Linked DNA regions of Sus scrofa: region 2 is linked to region 1. The links are chromatin contacts, called in public Hi-C maps. All regions are on one chromosome and are shown on one strand. Each heading gives the region's core, a stretch centred on a gene start, on an enhancer-like site or on the middle of the called end of the contact. The rest is flanking DNA. Distances are from core to core; before and after follow the strand shown. Region 1 overlaps FBLN1 (fibulin-1). Region 2 has its middle 22 kb from the start of FBLN1.

Region 1 (6,196 bases), core at 1,038-3,537:
GCAGGCTGGCGCTGAGGTTGAAGCCGAAATCGGCCGGATGCAAGTTGTGGAATCCTTGGCTGCACCCGCCCCACCTCGCCAGCCCCCGCTGGTGCCAGGGAAAGTCCTTTACTCATCTGGGGAGATGGTTCATCTCGAGCCCACTACGTGCGGGCATCCGGACAGACAGTGGGCCCGCAAAGACCCCCAACTCCTGCTCTGCACCCAGGAGGAGCGTAGGCAGGAACCACAGTGGCTGCAGAGTGCAGGGACGCTGAGAGGAGGGCCCTGCCCGGCTGGAGGCACAAGGCAGGGATGCCCGGAGGTGGTGATGCTTGAATGAGGAGGGAAGAGGAGTCAGACAGAGAGGGAGGCAGCGGAGGTGGGCTTGGAGTGGGGTGTGGACATGCGTTAAGGGGGAACAGGAGGGTTCCCAGCAAGGAAGCAGAACCGCGTTCTGCTGACAGAGCGGGTGATGCCCCAGGGCCTGGTCTGTCCCATCCCGGGGATGTGTCAGCCTGTCCTCTGGGGGCGGATAAAGTGGGGGCTCCAGCAGTCTCTGTATTAAGGGCAGGAAGCGGGCCCCCACCCACAGTGAAGAGGAGCGGGGAGGAGGAGGCTCCAGGCAGCCCCCCAGGGAAGACCGTTGCCCCGGTGACACACATTCTGCTCGCCAGCACCACCTGGCACCGGAGCAGAGGCCGGGAAGCAAGTGGAGCTGGGGAGGGTGTGAGGGTCCCCTGTGGCTATTCCCAAGCCTAGTGGAGATGCTGTTTCCTTCTGGAACGATCTGGCTTGGGTGTCGGGCTCACTTAGGTTTGCTTCCCAGCCTAGTCCATTCCAGGCCCCTTGACCTTGACTGGGAATAGATCCTGTGAACTTCTTGCTGTAAAGGGGGTGCTGGTATTGCCCCCCTGGGTTCCTGTGGGACGACCTGTGATTGTGGCAGAGCCAACTGCCACACCGCTTGCTGGGTTCAGCCCTGGGAGTGTGGGGAGGCGCCCCAAGGTGTATTGACTGCCAGTTGTTATGGACGGCGGGAAGGTGGGCGGTGGCCCCCGTGTCAGGACCTGACAGTCCTGCTCCTCGGTGCCGTGACCTTGGGTCTTGGCCACCCAGGGCCCCTTCTGTCTCGGTAACACGGCTCTGGCAGCCCCCGCTGGTCACTGCCTTGGGGATTAACAAGGATTAGCGGTAACGAGCTCCAGGTGCCCAGCCCCGAGCCGGCATCCGTGCTTAGGGAACAGTGGTGGCGAGGAGGCTGAGAATTGGCCGCCTCGTTCTCAGAATACAGAGCTTCCTCAGAGCAGCTCCGCAGCTCCGGCTCTGCTGCTGACTATGTGCCCTGTGGGCTGACTGGGACCGGCCAAGGCTAGGGCTGCTCAGCCTTCCCAAGGGAAGACAAGACACGGGCTCCCCAGGGGCTGTGTGGTCCAGGGCCCATTCCTGTTGCGCACAGTGCAGGGCTTGGTTACAATTTCTCCTTTGCTGACACTGCTGAGGAATCAGAGCAGCCAGGAGCCCAGCGTCCGGCACAGGAAGTGGGGGCAGGGCCTGGACTCCCAGGCTGAGGGGCCTCAGGGGGTCTTGTCCTGGCTGCCCCATTTCCATTCAGGAGAGTTACTCTGGGACCACAGGAGCACCCCTAGCCTAGTGTGACATGGGGACAAGGCACTGATGTGGGCAGGACGCAGGCCAAGCTCCAGGTGAGCAGAGGCCAACCTTCCCTCAGCGCTGCGGACAACTCAGCCTGGAGTTTTCTCTTTTATGGGCCTTTTCCTTCTCGGCAAACATCCTTATAAGGAATCTATTACCTGACCTTTAGAAAACAATTTGCAAAATTTAAAAGAGCTGTATTAGAGGAGTTCCCCTTGTGGCTCAGCTCTAATGAACTTGATCTGTATCCATGAGGATGCAAGTTCGATCCCTGGCCTCGCTCCGTGGGTTAAGGATCCGGCGTTGCCGTGAGCTGTGGGGTAGGTCATTGACATGCCTTGGATCAGGCATTGCTGTGGCTGTGGTGTAGACCAGCAGCTGTAGCTAGATTCGACTCCCAGCCTGGGAACCTCCATATGCCGCGGGTGCGGCCCTGAAAAGAGAAAAAGAAAAAAACAGAGCTGTTTGAGAAAGAAACGAGCGGCCAGCCCTTCAGTGGTTAACACGCAGGAAGCCTTGACAGGCAGGATTTGAGGGTCTCTGTCTCTGTCCCTGTCCCTGTCCCTCTCCGGCCAGTCCTCTCTCTCTGCTCGCAGCCGCTTTCTGGCCAGTCTCCCAGGTGGCCGAGGGTGGTAACTGGAGCATGACCCAGCAGGCTGGGCCGCAAACCACAGGCCTGGGCCTCACGGACCGGCCGGGCTGTTAAGATGCTGACCACACAATTCCCTCCGACCCACCGGAGGAATGTGCCGGGTCCTGGAGCGGAGACGGGGCCAAAAACATCCTCCTCACCCCACCAGTGGTCTGGGAAGGCAGAGCCGGGCTGAGCGGCCTTGCTTGGCGCGGCTCCCGGCCCCAGGGTGTGATGCTGGTGGACAGAGCGGGTGGAGCCCTGCCCTGGCCGGTTCCTGGGGCTTGTGTCCAGAAGAGCGGCCAGGATGACGGGAGCACGAAAGTCGGGGAACTGCCAGCAGACGGCCTGGGGGCGGCCGGAACGCTGTGCCTCCCAGGAGAAGGGACCCCGCCGGAGGACCCTGTTTGCCTCTGGTGTGGGGCGCCTTGCAGCAGATGCGTTTTCATGGAACTTGGGGTGTCCTGATCAAATTTGTTGAACTGAAACATTGGGGCGTGTTGTTGTGTCACGTGAGTTGAGATGGAAACCGAGGTGTCGGGTCCCAGGGGCCCAGGGCTCCCCTGCTCTGGAGGAAATGCAGCCGCGGCAGCCCCTCCCCGGCCCAGACCCCCGGGCACCGAGACTTCCGTGCCATCCCCAGCCGGACAGCCAGCCTCCCGGCTGCGGTTGGTTTGCTCTCTGGGCTGTTTCAGCAAGTAGGGGTGGAGCAGGATAGGCCGGTCGGAGCCGGGACGGGGCCATGCTGGTTTGTGCACATGAAGAAAGCACATGGTAGGCGTCCAGCTGGTGCTGCTGCTGGGAGAAAAAGCCAAAGAGCCACGCTCCTGCCCTGGGGACGTGAGTGTCCCGAAGGAGCCAGGCCCAGAAATGCCCAGAGTGAGGAAAGGCTTTGGGGGGCTCCAGTTAACGACTCTGTGGGTTTGGGGGCAGGGAGCTCATCGAAGAGGAAGACGTGGCCCGCTCTCGGGTGTGCGATGGCCGCGGGGGCTGTACCAGAACCTCGCACACCGCTCACGCCCCCTGCCTTCCACGCATGCGCACGCGGGGTTCGTCCCCTGGCAATAGCCAACCCCTGGCCTTGCACGTGGGAGATGGGGGAAAACCGAAGGCACATGAAGGGGACTCTAGCGCCACCTGCTGGCCAGACCCCCAGGCCCTTCCTGAAGCAGCTGGAGCGGGGTGTGTGTGGGGGGTGCGTGCGTGTGTGGGTGTGCGCGTGTGTGGGTGTGTGTGTGTGTGTACAGTCTTTGGAGTGAGACAAGCTGACCTTGCCTCTGCCAGTTAGCACAGACTGTGAGGTCCTGGGGAAGTCCCGTGTCCTCACCGAGCTTCGGTCTTCCGGTCAGTAGAATAAGGACGGTGAGGGCAGCTTGGCAGAGGAGAAGCCCCGATGTACCCAGCACGAGGCCAGGCACCGTCCCGCGGTCTCTCCCCAGTCGCCGGGCACACTCTTATTTGGCCTGGACCTGGGTGTCTCTGGGGGTGGGCGCCCCTCAGCAGCCCCGATGCCTGCCTTCTTTCCTATCACTGCCTCTGCCTCTGGGCCCTGCTCTTCTCATGCAGGAGCCTCCTCCTCGGGGTTCCTGCCCCTCGCGTGCCTTTACTAGTGTGGAGCTCATTCCGAGGGCTGTCCTTTCTAAGAGCTCCGAGTGGCCCATGGCCAAGTAGCTGAAAGGATTCCTGTGAGTCCTGATAGAGAGCCTGGGCCCAGGACGTAAAGAGACGGCGCTCACAATAAGTGCCAAGTGTCAAATACGTCCTCCTCACCCAACGTGAGGCATGCAAACGTAGAAAGTGGAAGGGGAGATTGGACAGGAGGCCGGGACAGTTGATGCTCCGGACTGGAGAATCCAGCTCAGTCCAGACGGCGGGACGTCCCGGGGTGAGCGCGCTCAGGTCCTGTGGGTCTCTGCGCCTTGACTCCTCCGCTTCTCAGGCGCCGCCTTCAGAGGGTGATGGGCCCTATTCTTATCACCTCGTGGCAAGTGAGACCCTGTCCCCATCCTGTCCCAGGAAGTGAGACCCCTTCACAGGACGTGAGAAGCTGTCCCATCCCGGCTGCCAGCCCTGGCTGGCCCTGCGGTCACAGACAGGACGGGCCTAGAGCACAGGGCTTAGAGAGGGAGGGGAACAGACCTCGCCGCCTGCGCGCAGGTCTGGCTTCCTCGGGCGCTCTCTCGGTGGCCCCGGGAAGGCCGCTGACTTGCCCTCAGCCCACCCTCCCAGCGCCGGCGCGGTCACACCAGCACATGCGTCGGGACGGCCAGCCAAGCGCTCGGGGACGGCCGCAGCCCTGCTGGCTGGTGCGGAGGCGATCACGTCGGGGGGGGGTCGCCCCCGAGAGCCACCGCAAGCCCTGTGCAGCCCAGACCACTGTCTGGGCGAGGAGCCAGGAGCCTGGACGCCACTCAGGGGCCAGGGTGTGCCCGGTGAGGACAGCCCGGGGTGGGGCTCTGCCCGCGAGGAGGGGACACACCTCACTCCAGGCACGACCCTTGACCCCAGCCACCCAGCGCCCCCCCGAGGGTGTTGGAAGAGGCTGGTGCCTGAGTCCGCGGCCCGGAGGTCCCCGGCCCCTCCCACAGGTGAGTGAGGGGTGCGCTTCCCGTTGGCTGATTGGCCAGAGGGCGGCGGGAGGCCCCGCCCAGCGAGCCCCCGCTCCCCTGCCCTGCTCTGTTATTTCTCCGCTTGCTGAACCGGCCCTAACCCTCGTCTTGTCTCTCTGTCCACTTTTCTTGCAGCCGCTGCGAGCGCTTGCCTTGCCATGAGAATCAGGAGTGCCCCAAGCTGCCTCTGCGAATAACCTACTACCACCTCTCTTTCCCCACCAACATCCAAGTGCCCGCCGTGGTTTTCCGCATGGGCCCCTCCAGTGCGGTCCCCGGGGACAGCATGCAGCTGGCCATCACCGGCGGCAATGAGGAGGGCTTTTTCACCACCCAGAAGGTGAACCACCACAGCGGGGTGGTGGCCCTCACCAAGCCCGTCCCCGAGCCCAGGGACTTGCTGCTCACCGTCAGAATGGACCTCTATCGCCACGGCACCGTCAGCTCCTTTGTGGCCAAGCTTTACATCTTTGTGTCCGCAGAGCTCTGAGCACTCGCTTTGGGCCGTGGCGGGGCCGGGGTGGGGGGGGCTCCCTCTTGTTGCTTTCCTCGCCCTCCCCTCCGGGATTTGAATAAAGTTTTAGCGGGAGATCGCACCCAGCATGGCTGGCGGGCGTGCCTTGGTTTTATTTGGCGCGGTCAGGAGTCTCTGCCGCTGTGACCCCCTCGGCCTGGAGCCCCCAGGGTGACCCAGGAGTGTTTTCGGTGAGGGGTGTGCGCCTGGGAGCCCCGTTGATGGGAGTCGCCAGGGGGCCCCAGTGAGGGAGAACGAGCTGGCTCCGGGGTTTATCTTGAGCTGATTCTCTCTCCTCCACTTGGGTTGAGCCCAGAGGACGAGGTGACGGTAACAAGTGGAGTTCCATCCCCCCCTCACTCCACGGATGTGGAATTCGAGGCCCAGAGAAGGGGGCTCGGGCTCGGTCAAGCGTCCGTGGCCTGTCTGTGGTCCAGCCGAGCCTCCTGGCACCAGCTTGGTTTTCGTGTTGTATCACCAGGACCTGAGGCTTTAAACGAGACCAAAAAGCTGTCTCTTGAGACTCAAGCCTCTGGTTCTGTTTGTCTGGATGGGAAGCCCGAACCTGTGGTGGGAAACCCTGAGCACAGTTGCAGCATCCAAAGTTGCAGCATCTTGTGAGCAGCCCTGACCTGAGTGAGGTCTGTCCCCTGCACTGGTACCAGGAGGAGGCAGAGGAGGGCATCGTGAGTGTGTCCGTCCTGCCATGCGTTACTGCCCATCCTGTGAGGCAGGCGTGCCGGCCCCAGAGAGGCTCAGTGCGGGTGAGTGATTCTCAAGATCACACAGTGTGTATTTGAACCTCGG
Region 2 (6,196 bases), core at 1,000-3,499, 72 kb before region 1:
CACCTCTGCAGCCCACTCCCTACTCTTCCAGCCGGACCGATCTTTGGAAGAACCCAGATTGGAGTTCCCCCTGTAGCTTAGCAGGTTAAGAACCCAACTAGATCTATGAGGATGCGGGTTCCATCCCCGGCCTCGCTCAGTGACTTAAGGACCCCGTGTTGCCCAAGCTGTGGTATAGGTCACAGATATGGCTCAGATCTGGTATTGCTGGGGCTGTGGCTGCAATCAACAGCTGCAGCTCCGAATCAACCCCTAGCCCAGGAACTTCCTTATGCTGCAGGTGCAGCTGTGAAAAAAAAAAAAAGAAAGAAAGAAAGAAAGAAAAAGAAAGACCCAGGAGTTCCTGTTGTGGCACAGTGGTTAAGAAATCCGACTAGGAACCATGAGGTTGCGGGTTCGGTCCCTGGCCTTGCTCAGTGGGTTAAAGGATCCGGCGTTGCTGTGAAGCCGTGATGTAGGTCGCAGATGCGGCTTGGATCCAGCATTGCTGTGGCTGTGGTATAGGCAGATGGCTACAGCTCCTGATTCTACCCCTAGCCTGGGAACCTCCATATGCCGCGGGAGCGGCCCTAGAAAATGCAAAAAGACAAAAAAAAAAAAAAAAAAAGAAAAAAGAAAGACCCAGCTAGATCCACCTTGGCCGAGGACCTTTCGGAGAACTGAACTGGAACATGAATCCGTGTTTCTCCACTTAACTCCACCTTCCAAGAAAAAAGTAAATAACAACAATTTGTACCTTGGATTTAATATGAGAAGGGACCTTCTAGGACCCGCCCTGAGACCAGGACACCCTGGGGGAAGACTCTGCCCCTTCTTCCAGCCCATCACATCCTGGATGATAGAACTGATGGTCTGGTGGCAGGATCCTGGCCCCTGTAACAGGATGGTGGAGGATGGGTAGTTAGTAATGACTCAAAGGAATATTTCCAGAAGGAGGGACCAGAGAGGGGCAGGGCCAGCTTGAGAAAACCTTGAGCCTTAAAAAAGGCCAAAAGAATGGAGCGAGGCCTATGGTCAGGGGAAGCCGACCCAGCGTGAGCAGGACAGTGGTGGGGCAGTGCCAGGCACTAGACTGATAAGCCAGGCTACAAGCTCTCCCACCCCCGCCGCTTTCCATTCCTGGCAGCCTTTCGCTTGGGCTTTGCACTTGGGAATCCTGAAGGGGGACAGAGACGCCCCTGGGCCCCGCCACCCCTCACCTGGAGCTGGCTGCTTGGGCCCGGGCCAGCATCCCTGCAGTGCCGAGAGGCCCACCTCTTGCAGCCTCAAGGGGCTCTGACGAGTAACGGACTTATATGCCTTTGCTTCCTTTTGCTTCGTTCTTAGAAGGCGGCTCGGAACTAAATATTTGCTAGGTGAATGCATAGCTCCGTTTCCATAAACTGGCTCCCCCCGCCCCCGGTCTGCTCCGGGACACCCAAAGGGCAAAGCTGATGAGCTCAGTGTGGGTTTTTCACCGTGGTGACCCCACTTGCAGGACTGTAGGAACAGCTAATACTTGCTGCATCCTAGCTATGCACTAAGCATTTTGTTTGCATTGTCTCGTGCAATCGTGACAACAGCCTGTGGGCTGCCCACAGTGATCATACCCATTGGTGGGTGAGAAATCAAGGCCCAGGTCAGCTAAGTGGCTGGCCCGAGGTCACACAGTCGGTCAATGGTGGAACCAAGATTTGAACTCAACGTTGACATTCTTAGATGTTTGCTGAAAGAGGTCATGGGTGCAGTTTATTTACTCATTTCACAACATGTGGGAGTTCCCAGGCCAGAGAGCAAACTCACGCCACAGCGGTGACAACGCCAGATCCTTAACCCACTGAGCCACCAGGGAACTCCACAGGTGCATTATTCAATCAGATGCCAAACAGCCTCCACCACCCAGCAGCTCCCCCCCAATCCAACCCCCACCCTCCCTATGAAGCACCTCTTTCGGATTCCGCCCCGAAGGTCTTTGTCCAGCTGTTGATTGCTTTCCCTGAGGGAAGTCCCAAATTATCCACTCATTCAATACAAATGGACCCCCCACCGCTCTTTCCAAAACGTTGATGCCACAGCTGCTCCCTACCAGTGGTCAGCTCTGTGGTCAACACTTTGTCGGCCACCCACAGAAGGCTCCAGCGTTTCATCGCGCTCATGATAAATGCTGTGTGGTTTTCCTTTGGGAGGGCAGGCTGGGCTCTGGGCACAGGAGGGTCACAGGGCAGAGAGGGGGGTGGCCCCCCGCAGAGGAGGCTGGCCCAGGGCGGCCACTTCCAGCCACCCCGACTGGAGTCGCAGCCTCCTCTGCGGAGCCGGGCATAATTGGTTCTGCATGGTGTTGTTGTGGCTTATGTCGAAATCAAAGCGAAAGAATTCGGTGGGGAAGGCCGCTGTCGGAGACCACATGGCAACTCCCTGCGGACGCCTCCGCTAACCTGTTCCCAATTAGGGGCTTGGGGGCGCTCAGGGCCTCCCGTTTGTTTGTGAAGCTCTTGGACCAAATTCTGCCTCTGAGGGCCCTTTGTGGAGCCGTGTTCATCTTTTCTTTTTTAAGATGCAGACGGAAAAAAAGGCCCTTGGAGGTGGGAAGACCGCGGTCTTGCCGTTGGGCTGCTGCACTGGGTTTTCTGGGAAGGGCTGGAAAATTGTTGGGCTTTGTCCCTCTGCCCTGGACGGCGCCCAGCACAAAGGTTCACAGGCTGACACTCCCTCGGCTGGAGGCGTCCAGACGTGCCTGGCCACTTTGATTCAAGAAAGAGCTAGTCGGAAAATCTGGGAAGCAGCAGGATTTTCTTCTGCAGGTTGGGCACCCTTTTTGCCATCGACAAAAATACGCGCTGCTATATTTAGGCAGCGCTATGAACAGGACTCTCTCTCTCTCTCTCCCTCTTTCTCTCTTTCCCTCAAGAATGTTTCTCAGTTTGTTTTTGTCATTTAATATTTTTCCCTCCCACCTGGGGAGATCATCAAACACTCACATTCCTGAATCAACTTTTCCTGCCGCTAGCTGATTTAAATAAACCTGGCCACACTGCAAGCTTCTAACGTTTTCTGGTTGTCGTGGAAAATGTTCCATGCAGGTTTCCCCAGGTGGGATGGACAGCGCGTGGCTGGCATTTCTGGGGCGTCTGCTCTGTGCCAGGCACCATGCTAGTTGCCCTCGAGGTGTTCGTTCATGCTGGGCTCCCGTCTACGCTGTGCTGTGGAGCTGCTGTCATCGCACCATGTGCTGGAGGAGACGGCCAAGCCCTAGGGGGTCAAGCCCCCGCCACAGGGGGACCCTGAGATCTGAATCCAGGTTTATTTGACTCTAAGTTCTGTGTTGAACATGACGCTCAGCTGGGGGCTGGAGGACACACACGTCAGCAGATGCCGACTTCTGAAGTTCTGCGGATTTTATTTATTTTTATTTTATATATGTATGTATGTATATATGTATTTGATGCGCCCATGCCATGTGGAAGTTCCTAGGCCAGGGGTCAGACCTGTGCCACAGCGGTGACAACACTGGATCCTTAACCAGCTGAGCCACCAGGGAACTCCTGTGGTTTTTTTTTTTTATTTGTGTCTTTTTAGGGCCACACCCATAGCATATGGAGGTTCCCAGGCTAGGGGTTCAGTCGGAGCTGTTGCTGCTAACCTACACCACAGCCACAGCAACGCCGGATCCTTAACCCACTGAGCAAGGACAGGGATCAAACCCACAACCTCATGGTTCCTTGTTGGATTCGTTTCCGCTGCGCCATGGTGGGAACTCCACTCCTGAGGATTTTATTTTAATGTGGGATCCATGGGCCTCTAACTGGCCTTGGGCATGTGCTCCACCGAAGGGGCCTTGAACTGGGGTCTCGAGGGGGCGGGCCTCCCTCCTAATTCGCCCCCCAACCCCCAACATCACTCAGACACGTCTGCTTGGCTTCCAGCCCTCACCCCCAATGGCAGCGACAGTGAAGCCCCCTTTACTGCTCTGGGGGCTCCAGGATGTCAGGCAGGAATTCAGAAAGGCCCCCAGCCCCCTCTCCCAATGGGGGGCTTGGCAAATTGGAAAAGGGCATCTGGAGTTCCTATTGTGGCTCAGCGGGATAAGAATGCAACTCTATCCACGGGGATTCGGGTTCCATCCCTGGGCCCGCTCAGCGGGTTAAGAATCTGGTGTTGCTGTGAGCTGTGGTGTAGGCAGGCAGCTGGGAACTTCCATATGCCACAGGTGCGGCCCTAAAAAGACAAAAAAAAATCAAAGAAAAAGACCAAGAAAAGGGCATCTGCTCTCTGCTGGGTGTCGTCCTGCATCCAGGCACCCAGCCTGCCCAGCTTGCAGTGGGTGGCACCGGGGCCACCATTTACCCCTCGGCCCTGCGTCTGTGTGCAGCATCAGCGTCACACTCAGCCAGGAGGCTGTCAGTCACAAGCGCCCAGGCCACGTGTTCCTGAGCCTGCCATCCAGCTCCAGGCCCTGACAATGACAACGGTGACACTGCTGTGAAATGGGTCCTAGTGACCTGTGCTCGCAAAGTGCCAGACACCGTCCTAAGCACATCTGGTCCTACATCCACTCAGTTAACCCACCCAACCCCAACGACGTAGGTCCTGTCATTATCCCCATTTAACAGATGGGGAAACTGAGGTTGTCATTTGACAGTACAGGGACCTTGGAGCCAAGCGTCTTTCCAGAACCCAAATCTGACCCCATCACTCGGCTCAATCCTCCGGGTACCCCCCCGCCCCCCGCCCCCCGCCGTAGGACGTCAGAGCAGGTGGGTGTGGCTCCGAAGCGTCCCTGCAGCCACCTCTGCTCCTGGCCCCCACCTACCCGGCTCCACTTGCGCCCCCCCTCCCACCGGCCCCACCCCATGGCTCTGGGTCTTTGCACAGGCGGCCTGTCCTACCTGGTCTGCCTGACGGACCCCTCTTCCTTACCTTTCAGTACCTGCTGGAACACTGGGGTTCTGGTGTCTTTTCTGGAACCGCTCCCTCCTTCCTCCCCCTGAGCCTCGCTGTCCCCACCACGTACCGCTGCAGTTCCTCTGTGTTCACTGTCTACCTCCTGCCGTCGAGAGTGGGTCCTAGGAGACGGGCCTGCTTGCTGTGGGCAGGGTCTGGCGGTGAGTGTCCGGGAAGGGCCTACCGGTCCACCCCCGGCATCCCAGGTTCAGCTCCCGCTGGTACTTCGAACCATGAACCTAGCATTTGTTGTATACAGCATCTTTCTAGATCTGACGCTTGCAGGACTCTTGCCTGTCTTTTCTCGGGCTTGCTTGGTGCCCCGCGTTTGCCAGACGCCACGTTCTTGGCCAATCACCGAGGTGAGGCCCGGCCAAGGATGCTTGCTGAGCGTGGGGCCACGGCCGCCCCCTTCCTCCCGGGAGACGAGTTCAGGTTGGCGGTGACAGCATTCCATGAGCCCTGGGTCGGGGCTTTCTGAGTTGAGAGGAGCCAAAAGAAGGGACCTCTCATACTCCAAAGCACCTCACTCTGGAATGACAGCATAACTGCCTTCTGTGGCTGCTAAAATTGTCCATGAGTGTAACGCCTAAGTCTGAGGGGCGATTTCTGAGACCACAGCAGCGTGGTGTCTTGGCATCGGCCTGTAGGTCATGCAGCAATGCCTAGGTGGCACCTACATGCAACCCCCACACCCCCCACCCCCCACAGCCCCGGTACCACAAAGTGATGACCCATCTGTGGCCATGTGTGGTTGGGCCCTCAGGGGCTACTGACCCCGAGAAGCACTGAGCTTGGCCGTCCTGCCTGTGTCGTGCTCAGCCAGTCTTGGGGTGTGTGGGGGTGTGGGGCAGAAGGGATGGCGCGAAGTTAACAGAGCGAAGAGCTCTCTGGAAGCCCGGTTCCCCAGGTGTAGCTGTGGATAACCGGGGGATGCCGAGAGGCGGGAGCTGGAAGAAATCTTGGGCCTCTTCCCGGCGGGGGCACCTGGCTAGGTGGTGACATCTTTCACGGGCGACGGAAACACGACAGGCAAGCCAGCTGGGGTGAAGCACGTGTACTGCTTCCTAGGACTGTCCACAGACACTTCAGATGGGGGCTTGGACAACAGACGTTTATCTGGGGGCTGGAAGCCCAAGGTCAAGGGGTCGGCAGGGCTGGTTCTTTCTGAGGACTCCCTCCTTGGCTTGGGGATGGATAACTGTTTTCTTCCTCAAGTGGTCATCTCTGTGTCCTAGTCTCTTATAAGGGCGCCAGTCATATTGGTTTAGGACCC

What was found. A called contact is a pair of places that touch in the nucleus more often than the background predicts.
Region 2: a contact with region 1 is called in a Hi-C map of omental adipose tissue, with 2.1 times the contacts expected there. The contact joins two enhancer-like sites. A contact is called at or near these places in 1 of 5 promoter capture datasets (liver), 22 of 47 Hi-C or Micro-C datasets (alveolar macrophages, brain, embryonic fibroblasts and 12 more) and 1 of 2 datasets of contacts at active chromatin or transcription factors (skeletal muscle).

What each region holds. Positions count from the first base shown.
Region 1 is chr5:3,873,707-3,879,902 of Sscrofa11.1, reverse strand. The region is part of intron 14 of FBLN1 (fibulin-1); the gene reads left to right. Among named protein-coding and RNA genes, the nearest start is that of FBLN1, 50 kb to the left of the region's middle. Within about 2 kb of position 2,287, at least 22 of the 83 cell types and tissues checked have an H3K27ac peak or open chromatin away from gene starts, as enhancers often do. A contact at or near this core is called in omental adipose tissue and retroperitoneal adipose tissue, where this site is marked.
Region 2 is chr5:3,946,109-3,952,304 of Sscrofa11.1, reverse strand. No RefSeq gene overlaps it. Among named protein-coding and RNA genes, the nearest start is that of FBLN1, 22 kb to the right of the region's middle. Within about 2 kb of position 2,249, at least 19 of the 83 cell types and tissues checked have an H3K27ac peak or open chromatin away from gene starts, as enhancers often do. A contact at or near this core is called in omental adipose tissue and retroperitoneal adipose tissue, where this site is marked.